2 separate regions of the Gasterosteus aculeatus genome follow, and region 2 is linked to region 1. Evidence: chromatin contacts called from public Hi-C data. All regions are on one chromosome and are shown on one strand. The core of a region is the stretch at or near the end of the contact, and the rest is flanking DNA. Distances in the headings are between cores, read along the strand shown. Region 1 has its middle 12 kb from the start of spry4. Region 2 has its middle 16 kb from the start of ndfip1l.

Region 1 (5,468 bases), core at 999-3,498:
ACCTTCCCTCTGTTCTGTCACTCACACACACTCCACCTTCACCCACCATCCCCCCCGGTCACCTCCATCTATCATTCCCCTCCGGCTCATCGCCAAGTGACAAAATGCCCACGTGTGAGTTTTTTATCGCCTTTCTCTTTTTTTGCTACGCAAACATACACGTATTTGTTTATTTGCGTATCTTTTTTTATCTAATTCTTATTTATACGTTTTCTTTTTAAAGAATGCAGCGTGAAGATGAGGTAAATTTTAGGTAAATGCCTGTTCAAGAATATATATATATACACTGTATATATATATATATATATATATATATATACATTGCAGGAACAATCTGTATTAAAAATGTTCAACACTAAAGTCGCCTTAGGACGCACTTCCTCTCCTGCACTGTAATTAATTGAATTTTGCTACTAACAAATTAACTCAACTTTAAACCAAACACATAAACACATTGTTGCCAAAGTGCCACACAACCTGTTTTGCTTCCTTCCTGTTGTAAAATGTGTCCCTGTCCCTTTGCTCGTCACCCATTCATTATTCGGCACTCAAACCATTCAACAAGTAACATATCAAGACATTAACAGGTCGTTGACTTAAATCACTAATGCATCGCCTGATAAAATGCACATACAGTGTGTTTGTGTCAATCGTTGCCATGATCAGCTATACTTTGTATATACTTTGACCAAATGACTGATCACAGTGTCTGATTTGCAGCAGAAGCTTTGTTACTTAATGGCGCTGCTGTGCTTCGCTGTACATAAACGTGGTGCTTTATTCATTCCACAACCCCGTTGAACTCAATCCGAGCAGCAGCTACATTTGCCACCAGAGTGCACGTTTGATTTTTACGGCTCGCTGCCAAAGCGTCTCTGCTGTCGCTGTGGTGCTCCAGTGTGAACGGCTAATTTCATAGGCGGTGAAATGAAGAAACATTCCGTTCCTGGGTTCCGTTTTTTAATAGGGAGCGTTTGGTCAAACAGGCTCAGAACCTGTCCCGCAATAACTGCCTCTACGGTTCCTCTCCGAGGACCTTTGCAGCTCCTGAAAGACACCCACCCACATGCGTCACACTTCCTTCACCCCTGGTGACCCCTCAACCCCGATGTGTGTCACTCAAGGCGGTGACAGTCGGAGATGGCGCTGCCGACACGAGGGCACTCAAGCGGCGAGCGTTTGTCTTTGCCCTCCTGCTTTTTTCCTTCTCTCTCTCGTCCTCTGTGGCCTTTGCAGCCTGTTGCTAAGTGACCCATTGACCCGTGACTTCATTAGCCTGTGACAGCCATCCAAGCACTTTCTTATTTGGAAAAAAAAGCGGCTACACGACAATGTATGACTGAGGATTTTTTTTGTTGTTGAGCAGAACACGGATTTAAGTTGAAAACAAAGAGCGCCTCGCTGTCCGGACTTCACGTGGAGCGCTTTTTAAAAGGCGTAAACGCAGCATTTATTTGACCATCAAAAAACGGGTTCCCGCTCTTCGCCATGTGTTTGTTGTGTTAAAGGGTTGAGGAACTTTCTCAGCCCGCCCTGACTCAAATTACAGGCCTATAATGGTGAGGAGAAGCTTAATATTAAGGTTCAAAACTCTTGTACCTTTCGTGCTGTGAATCAAACGAAACCACATCTCCTTAACATATTTGACTTCTCTCACCATCCCGTCATGAAGCCTTCTCACAAAACCGGGAGATTCTCATTTTCACAGATTGATTTCACTGATTTCAGAACCTGACCACCGATGTCTCCGTGTGACATCGAGCTCTCTGGTGTAACGACGCTGTCGGCCGCCTCGAGATGTACGTTCCTTTGGTGAGGAACATGGAAACAAAACACTGATTCACTGAGTTTGCAGAAGAGATTGTCTCATGAATTATGATGCAAAAGGTGTTTGCGATCGTAATTCAAAGGGTGAATCATTTTGTCGGGTGTGCTTTGTCCATGGATATTCTGTCACGGCAAACAAAACAGAATTGTTGCCATTTGACTGATGTCCCGCCCTAAAATGACTGTGACGCATAGACGCACAAGTTAAAATATTAATTTTCTCTTCCTATAAACAAAAGCAGTTTTAATTTTGATCTGGTCTAGTGTGTGTCTCTCAGTGTGCACTTACTTTTGACGGGGTGATTTACATCCTTTTAGAACTTTTAGAGGAACACACACACACACACACACACACACACACACACTCCACAGAGTGGAAGACGTGCTCAGAAAGAAAACAGGTTGATGATCCAACCGGTTTAGCAGAGACCTCGTGATGTTTGTTTAGAGATCTTGTCCCAGAAATCTGTTTCACATACTCAACCCTTGACAGCGCTTCCGATGAACTCTGAATGTGAGGGTGATGGATATTTCAGAAGTTACTGGGGTCATGTCAAACAAACATTCTGCTTCTCCAAACTACTGGCTTCCTGGCTCAGGAATATTTGGTGGAACATCAATACATTTCAAAAAGACATCTTGACATATCGTGAGCGGTAAACTTGTTCAGTTGTTGTTGTTGTTTTAGGAATGCAGTTCTATTACTTTTGCTATCTGTGGTATTGACAGCTGCAAAGGTTTGTGTTTAAAGTCTTAAAGCCCTGATGAAGTTTCTTAATCAAACAGAAATATTACATTACTTGCACGTGTTTATTTTAGCAGCATGCTCTTGTTATTCATGCTTCACACAACTATTTCTGGAACTTTTAGTGTGAACAAATTCATTCGTCACTTTGAAGGCCTTCAAGAAGAAAGCAAAGGTTTGCGCCGTCAGCCCGAGTTTGTCTGACAACAGGTTCTAGCCATTGCCTTTGAGCCACGTGTCAAATGAAACACTGGTGTGAAGTATTTGATTTGGGATCATCCATCAAGGCATTCCTCTACCGTAGCAGCCCACTCCGCCGTCCGGACCACGCCGCCCTTTTTGGGTATTTGTTTGGAACATACGATCATGCAGGAATGTTAAGGACTTGCGGTTTCATCAGTTGCAATTGGGAGGTTCTGCCCGTCAACCTCGCCGCCGCGCGTCTGCACCTTGGAGTGATCTGTTACACCCCTCTCTCTCCGCTCAGACCCACCAGCTCGCTCACGGACATCTTCGGCGCGGTCTACTTGGACCCAGACCACGTGAGCGCTATCCCGAGTGTGTCGTGGGCAGCGGGAAGATCATCTGCGGTGCGTGGATGGTGCGTGCATTCGCGCTCTGTGCACACCACGGACTGTAGAAACCCTAATTTGATCGTTTCTTACAGCTGACCTTCGGTGCTCACCCAGCGAAAGTAATAGTGCAACACAAAACAGAAAAGGACTCAAATCTACTCCCCAAAGCTCTGAAAGGGAGTTGATTTGTTAACTTAAATATATACACATGGTAGTCAGCAAACTAAACTACATAATCCCACAAAGACTCTCTCCAAATATGGATGCAAAATTTTGTAATTACCAAAATTTGTTATGTAATTTGTTATGTCCGACAGAAGCGAGTGTTCATTCCATGTATTTGTGTGTCTGTGTATTCTTCTGTGACGTTGTGTCTCTGTATACGTGTTCCTTTTCACATCACCCATGTCCTCTTTCTCCCCCTGTGGTTCTCCTGCTCAGGTGAACGGGATCCTGTGAACCGCCAGCTTCCAGCTTCCCAAAAGCCTCTCTCAGAGCTCACGGCTCACAATGGAACAAAGATTTTCTCAGTGTTGGGATGCTCATGGGAAACCTGACCCAGACTGTAATGGCTGCAGTTTGACAACTGGGAACCAACGGGAGAAGGAGAGAATACTGCTTTAAAAGCCTGGTCGATTTTTACATCTTTGGGTGGAGTCCCGTACACTTACACATCAAATCTAAAAGTTAGAGTAACTTCTGGGTCTCCCATACTGATTCTTAATTCCCCCTACAAGATCTTCTTGATCAATCAGCAGGAGCCACAATAATGAAAAGCGAGTCGAGGCCGGGTCACTCTGGTTCTACCCAGGGAGGTGTTTCTTCTTGCTTTCTTCCTCGAGGACATTGACGAGCAGGGTGAGCTGCAATAGCACTCCTGGTGTGTTGGCGGGAATTCAAAGTCTCGCTAAACGGCACCTCGGGACATTTGCTGGATTGATGAGTTTCGGTTTGGATGAAAAACCCGGTGGGCTCAGCTCCCACTTTACTTCATGGCTCATGTGGCGTTTGAGTCCCGTATTCCCTGAGGCACTTTTATCCATCAGCTTTGATCCAGTACTGATATTTGATGTATGTTTTCTGATATTTTTGAGCTGTGTTAAGTTACCGACGATGACCCCACTGGATTGATCGCTGGGCTTACCTTGGACTCTTGGTCTGGTTAGGTTGGTCTTACAGCTCTGGTAATAGTATACCATGACGTTCCATACCATAATAAATATATCTGCTATGTGAGAAGTGGAGAATAAGCCGATTCGACCAGACTTTAAGAACATGTTTCAAGAGAGTCACGGTGTCAAGCCTTTATGTTATTTGTTCAGAAACCCTCCAATATTAAAGATCGGAAGTAAATCAAGAGAAAACTATTGGTACAGTAAGAGTGAACAGGAGCCACGGGGGAAAGAAACCAGGTGCCGAATACAGTTCACAGGGTGTGACACCACCAAAAGAGGCTCCAACGGTAAACATGTGGTTCTCTTAGGCCTAGTGGTTCTGCCTTTTCCTTGGGTTTTGGGGTGAGAAGATGGCTTGTCTTCGTACTCATCATCTCAGATCATCCACCAAACCACCCGCATCAGATGAGTCGGCAATCTCAATCTTTTCTGCACCGAAGCTAAATTATTTCCAAACTTAAATTAAATACACCTTGGAAAATGGTGAAAATGTGTTGTTGCCTTCTGCGACCTGTACGGTGGATGATGCCGTCCTCGCCACCTCCTAACGCCTGAAGATCATCAGCCAGAATCTTTCCTGGCCTCAACCTGGCTTCATCCGTCGGTCTGTCCGTTATTCCGTCTGTGTGGGTGTTGCCGTGCCCGTCTGAAGTTTCTTCAGGCTCGCGGCGGCGCATTGTACAAAGTGACAACCCCATCAAAGAAACGGGGGGCAGCGCATAAAAAGGACGTTTTATGACTCTGCCCTTCAAAAGAACAGTTTGAGGAGTTCAAAGCACACACGGGGCGAGTCAGACTGTGGATGGAAAGTTCAGCGCAAAAAACAAGTGAGACAGAAAAGGATGGAGGAGAGAGGGAGAGAAAGGGAGGGAGTGAAAGGAACATAAAAGGCAAAGAGAGGAAAACCCTCAAAAGCCACGTGACGTCGCTCATCAAAGAGCGATACCAACCTGCCTCACTTTGCATTTCCAGCTCGGCGCTAAATCTTCCACATGAGGTTGTCGTTCTCTCCGTGGCCGACGCACATCAAGACCAGCCGCGGCGTTTGATCGATCACAGTGTGCACGTGTCACACACCTTCCAGCCACATGCTGGGGATTTTTCTTCAGAAGACAGGAAACGCCATTTTTTTTGATTTACAGTGAG
Region 2 (5,468 bases), core at 2,199-4,698, 38 kb before region 1:
CAGTGTGTGTGTGTGTGTGTGTGTGTGTGAGTGTGTGTGTGTGTGTGTGTGTGTGTGTGAGTCTGTGGTCACTACAAACGATCACTTTCAGCAACCAAAACCGCGGCTCTTTAATTAGGAATACTCGTAAAGGTGAACAAGTTGAGTTTTGTGTTCCTGTGTTCTTTCTGATGATTAATCATCGCTAACTCAATGAAATAAATGTGCGGGTGGCTTATTACAAGCTACGAGAGGATTGTACTTTAACAGGAATCGCTTTATTTAAGTTTAACTGCATATGGTTTTTGTTTTTTGAAGTGGTTTTTTCACGTTTGGCAAAAAATCTGATTTTAAGGTGCAAAAAAACAGGCTCCTCAGGCTGATATTTACATATCACATTATACTCAAACGAATCATTACTAGAGTTAAATTGTGTGGTTCCCATAAGCATCTTTCCACTAAACAGTTTTATAGTTTTACCCACACTCTGTTTTTTAAACTTTCCCTTTCCAGTTGAATAGTGTGAAGATCTCTCCGGAGATACCTCAGATGATTTATCAATGACTGTGGGTCACACAGAACCGGGCCAACCGGGAAACACAAATCCAACACATCCCAGTGGAAACTGCAGCGCGGGGCAAACATCTGCTCAACAAACCCATCGCTGGCCATCTTACATTTAAATCAACAGCGTCAGATTGATCGCAGGATTTCTCTGGTTTCAATAAAATCCATGTATTCAGAACTGCTTGAAATGCAATACAATGAAGAAAAAACACAGATAAAACGACACGTCAGGCCTTTTACCCCATTGTTTTTTAGTTAATATAATATATAATATAAGCAGCATCGTGGTTTCATTATCTAAATACGTGCTACTTTTATGAGCAGGCTGGTCAGCCGCTAACAGATGTGAGGGGTCACAGGAACAGCGAGTCATTGTGAAGCGGCGGCCAGAGGAAGAGCGGAAGAGAGGAAGAGGAGAAGTAATGAAGGTGTAATTTGCTAACCATCTGTGAGGTGCCTGGCTGCCCCGGGGGTTTCCTCTTCCCCGGAACTCCCCCACCGCAGGGGCACAGGTGCTGGAGAGAGGAGGAGGAGGAGGAGGTGGTGAGTGTGACTAGTGCAGAGGGGGAGGGAGGGGGGGAGGAAATGTTGAGGGGAAAGAAAACAGAGAGACAGAGACTGAAGACGGATGATGGGGGCGAGAGAGAGAGAGAGAGAGAGAGAGATGGAATATCGATCAAGAGGATGAAATGACAGACCCGAGAAGCGGAAATAAGGAAGGCAAATCTGGTCAAGCATTCACGGCGCGTTGGGACGCGGGCACATCCATTGTGCTGCCGATTACTTATTCAACAACTTACTCTGTGACAGAACAAAGGTGCATCGCATCAAAACCCAGTTATTGCTACTAGATATAAACCGAGGAAATGAAAGAAATGATTTGCACTATTTGCACATTCAACCTCCTAATAAAGTGCAAATGGTCAATGTGTTGGTGTCAGATTAAAGTTGTTCAGGAAACCCAAACTAGCCAATGAAAAGTACTGGAGCGGTCGGCAGAGCTGCGGCTGCGTGTTCTGATTAAATTCTGTGACTCTGTGGCTTCATCCCACTTTCTGGGATGCTGGCTGGCAACAGGTGCAGCCGCCGCACATCCAACCCAGTAGCATGCAGGCCGGTGGAGATGGGTGGATGTGCCGGCTGGGCTCCTTCCTGCTTTGAAGCGCTTCAGTCAGCTGTGCTGCCTCCGACTGCCTCTCTCCGAGGGGTATATAATGTCTTTAAAACGCCCCGGCTTCCTCCGTAATAACTGCCTCCTCTGCTCATGTCTCGTCCTGGCTGTCTGTGTGTGTGTGTGTTTGTGTGCGCGGGTGGATGGCTGGCTGGCCACTTGACAGGCTGACCGATGCTGAGCTCACATGTGTAGAATGACTTAAAGCCCTTTGCTATTGTCTCCAGTAATCCGTCCCTTCTACGTGAAGGTCCGTCGTAGTTTGCATTCTCTAATCAGATAATCTCCTTCATGATTTAGCGTTAATTGTTTCATGTTTCAAGTAACCTCCAACATCTTTTGTTGCTGTTGCCGTGCTTTTTGCATTTGTGCATTTGTGTCATCATCTGACTTGCTTGCAAAAGACTGAAGTAGTAAATCCCTCTGAGTAGTTGAGGGCCGGTCAGTTGTCTGGCTGACGCGGTGGACGGCTGCTTTAGTGTCTGGCTCCTTGACTGACTGGCTGATTAAAAGCTGGCTAAGTAGCTGACTTATTGGCTGCGGAATGCAGCAGGTGGCCCAAAATCTGGAGGGTTTTTGCGCTTGTGCGCGCATACACGCACGTTCGTGTTTGTGCGTGTCCGGGTGCGTGCTTTTTTCCCATGGTTGAAGCCATTGAGTTTTCCTGCAGGTCCTCAGATTGCTTCTCTAATCTGGCATGTTTCACATTCCCAATTTCCTCCGCTGATGCATGACTCCTCCGCTCTGTGTCGGGCTGGAGACTGCAGAGAAGGAAGTACGACAGCAACCCGTCTGTCCGAATGTGGGTCTGTCTCTCTCTCCACTCTGGCTTTTCCTCCTAAGTGGTTACTCTCACCCACCGTGTTTGTCTCTCTGTATTTCATTTTTGTCTGACTGCACTGTAGCCAAATTTCCGCTCGCAGATGAATCGGAAGAGGTGCTTACTCAGCCCGCTGAGACAAGGTTGCACTAAAACAATAGAAGGCCTAGTTTGTCTCGACAAGGAAACCTTTGTTCCTTAATGTCCTTAAAGGTTTTTTGATGCACTATAGTGTGCAGCTTTAAACTGAGTGGGCGTACTAATGTAATTAAGACTCATTTTCTGCAAAATAAAATGTACTGTATTTGTCAAAATTTGTCAAAAATAATTCTTATCTTTGCCCTCAATCTGATTTGCTGGCGAACTTAAAAAACCTGAGATCCTGACATGAAACGGACTCGTGTTTCAGGTATCAAAGTCCTGTGAGTTGCACGCGTTGCCTTTCAACTCCAAAACCACCTCCCTGCTACGCGTGCACGCGATCCAAAAACCCGTTTCACCTCTTTCCACTCAAAACACGTCGAGCTTCAAGACAATCCTGGGGAATACATTTCTCTCAGAACGTATAACTTGTTGACGGTGTTGCTCCAATAATATATTAATGTACACACACACACACACACACAGGGATGTAATATGTGAGCTGCTTGTGGCGCAATGGGAAATGGAAAACACCCACTCAATCACAAGGGTTCATGCACACACACACACACACACACACACACACACACACACACACACACACACACACACACACACACACACACACACACACACACACACACACACGCACATGCATACAGATCTACCTTATCATTAGGTAAACAAAGGGCAGCGGAAGCTCCGGAACACTCTATCAGCAGCCTATCTACAGGACTGTTGACTCTACTGTCCCTTATTTGTTACATGAACTCTACTCTGTCACACAAACACGCACTCTCTCTCTTTCCGTGTTGCATATTTGGCTACACACTCGTATACCTGCATATGTGTGCGTGTGCGACAGGATGCGCTTGTGTAAGTGTGTCCGTCTGCTGCTGTGTAGCAGGGGAGCACATGAAGGCCGCCACGTTCTGGAAGCCAAATTCATCGTATTATATATCGATTCATTGTCAAAAGTTGTGATCATCATGAATTTCAGCTGCTTCCAGCTAAGCTAATTGTCTTTGGCAGTGACGTCTTATTTATCAGACAGATAATTATAATAACCTTCTTGAATAAACATCAACAGGAACTACCCTAAAAGTTGCTCCTTTATTGTGCTGGGGATGAATGCAATCGTTTATTTGGAGCCACATGTAACTGTTTTGTTCAGCAAAACATCTGAAACATATACTGTAGATGGATAAGAGCGGTTCACTGAGCTTTTTAAGAGACTTTTTTTTCCTAGTTGCTCATGTTTTTGTTTGCAGAGGGTATTGCCAGGAAAGGGAGACGTGCAGTTCTTTCAAGGATATCCCAAAGGAAATCCAATTACCCCAGAATTCATCAGATGTTTGTTGTACTAAGTCAACTTCTCCCAGGGTCAGCACGAGTGTGCCACATCACCGCAGAGGGTAACTGAGGTAGACTGTTATGCCGCGCAAATAGGAAAAAGTCTTTCACACATTACTGTCTTTAAGTCAGATGAGGAACATTGGAACATTATTTCGTTATATGAATACGAACGTCCACTTATTATTCCTACATCTCACTAAAAGGCACCGTTGCCTTTTTCTTCATTGTTTTCTGTTTCCCGCTCAGTTTTTTTAAGCCCTCACCTCACTTTCTGTACACGTCGTGTCCTCTTCTCCTCTTCTGTCTAACCCCCTTCCCTCCTTCCTTCCTTTCTCCTGTGTCCCCATCCTCCAATGCTAAATGAGAACCAGACGTTCGGCAGACCTAATCAAGATGTCCTCAGCTGAATGGACCTTATTATGGGATGGGTAAACAGTGAGTTCCGATGTTGCCCGGGGGATAAAGTCCTGGGACAAACCTTGATGAGAGGAGTGATACTAACATCACACAGCGAACACTTGTCCGTTAGAACAACCGCTCGTCGGGCGTCGGACGGAGAAACGGATCTTTTAGAAACGATCGGCTTTGAGTAGTGAAGAGTTAACTGACCGTTGTTTTACACACATTTCCATCGTGCGTGTTTACTTTCTTGAAGTCTCTGGGTTTTGTGCAGCTTCCTGTGGATCGGTGACTTAAATGGTCCTGCCATAAACTCTGAGCTGTGCTTGTTTTGTCCTTAATGACGAGAGGCCATTGAGAAGAACAACCTGTGCATAAAGCGGGGCCGTAAAGAGGCTGTGCGGCGAAGCTGCTTTTGAGCGTACGGGTCGGATTCCTCCCGGCTGATCTCTAACCCCAAACATTCAATGGAGGCGTTCATTCCCAAAACGCCTTTGCCTGAAGACACGTTTTTCATTTTTCAGTGAAGTCAGCGAGTAGATAAGCGCCAAACATTCCGTTTTTTAGGTAAACATCCAGACCTCTCTCCTATAGAGTGAGTGTCTGCCTTGCTGCCATCACTGTTTCCTAAAGGTATCAGGTTCCGTTTTACATTTCCTGTTCAAAACACTGCTTTACATTTGTGGCAACGACCATTTGCTTGGAACCAGAAGAGGTACTTAGTTGGGAACGCATCGTTATGTCACACTAAAAAGCTGACAAATATAAAAAAAACGTGATAATTCCACATTAGCTTCTTCACAAACAGCCTTTGCACCAGATCACCAGCGACCTGGATGTGGTCCCTCAGGTGAGCGCCGTTAGCTCCTTTTGTCGTGGTTCCTCCAGTTCCTCCAACCTCCAGTTGTGAAACCTGGTTGCAATTGAATGGTTTATGAGAAAATGACCCTACTTCTCACTTGATTTATTACCTCAGTAAACCTGGTAAACATGAGTTTTGGGTCTTAATTGCCAGTATAAATGGCGATTGCCAAA

What was found. Hi-C and Micro-C count contacts between places; a contact is called where the count stands out from the background.
Region 2: a Hi-C map of blood and trunk muscle shows a contact between it and region 1, with 2.8 times the contacts expected there. The contact joins two enhancer-like sites. A contact is called at or near these places in 3 of 6 Hi-C or Micro-C datasets (blood and trunk muscle, liver and skeletal muscle).

The regions. Positions count from the first base shown.
Region 1 is chr7:27,062,586-27,068,053 of fGasAcu3.hap1.1, reverse strand. No RefSeq gene overlaps it. Among protein-coding and RNA genes, the nearest start is that of spry4, 12 kb to the left of the region's middle. Within about 2 kb of position 2,248, at least 3 of the 9 cell types and tissues checked have open chromatin away from gene starts, as enhancers often do.
Region 2 is chr7:27,101,726-27,107,193 of fGasAcu3.hap1.1, reverse strand. No RefSeq gene overlaps it. Among protein-coding and RNA genes, the nearest start is that of ndfip1l, 16 kb to the left of the region's middle. Within about 2 kb of position 3,448, at least 4 of the 9 cell types and tissues checked have open chromatin away from gene starts, as enhancers often do.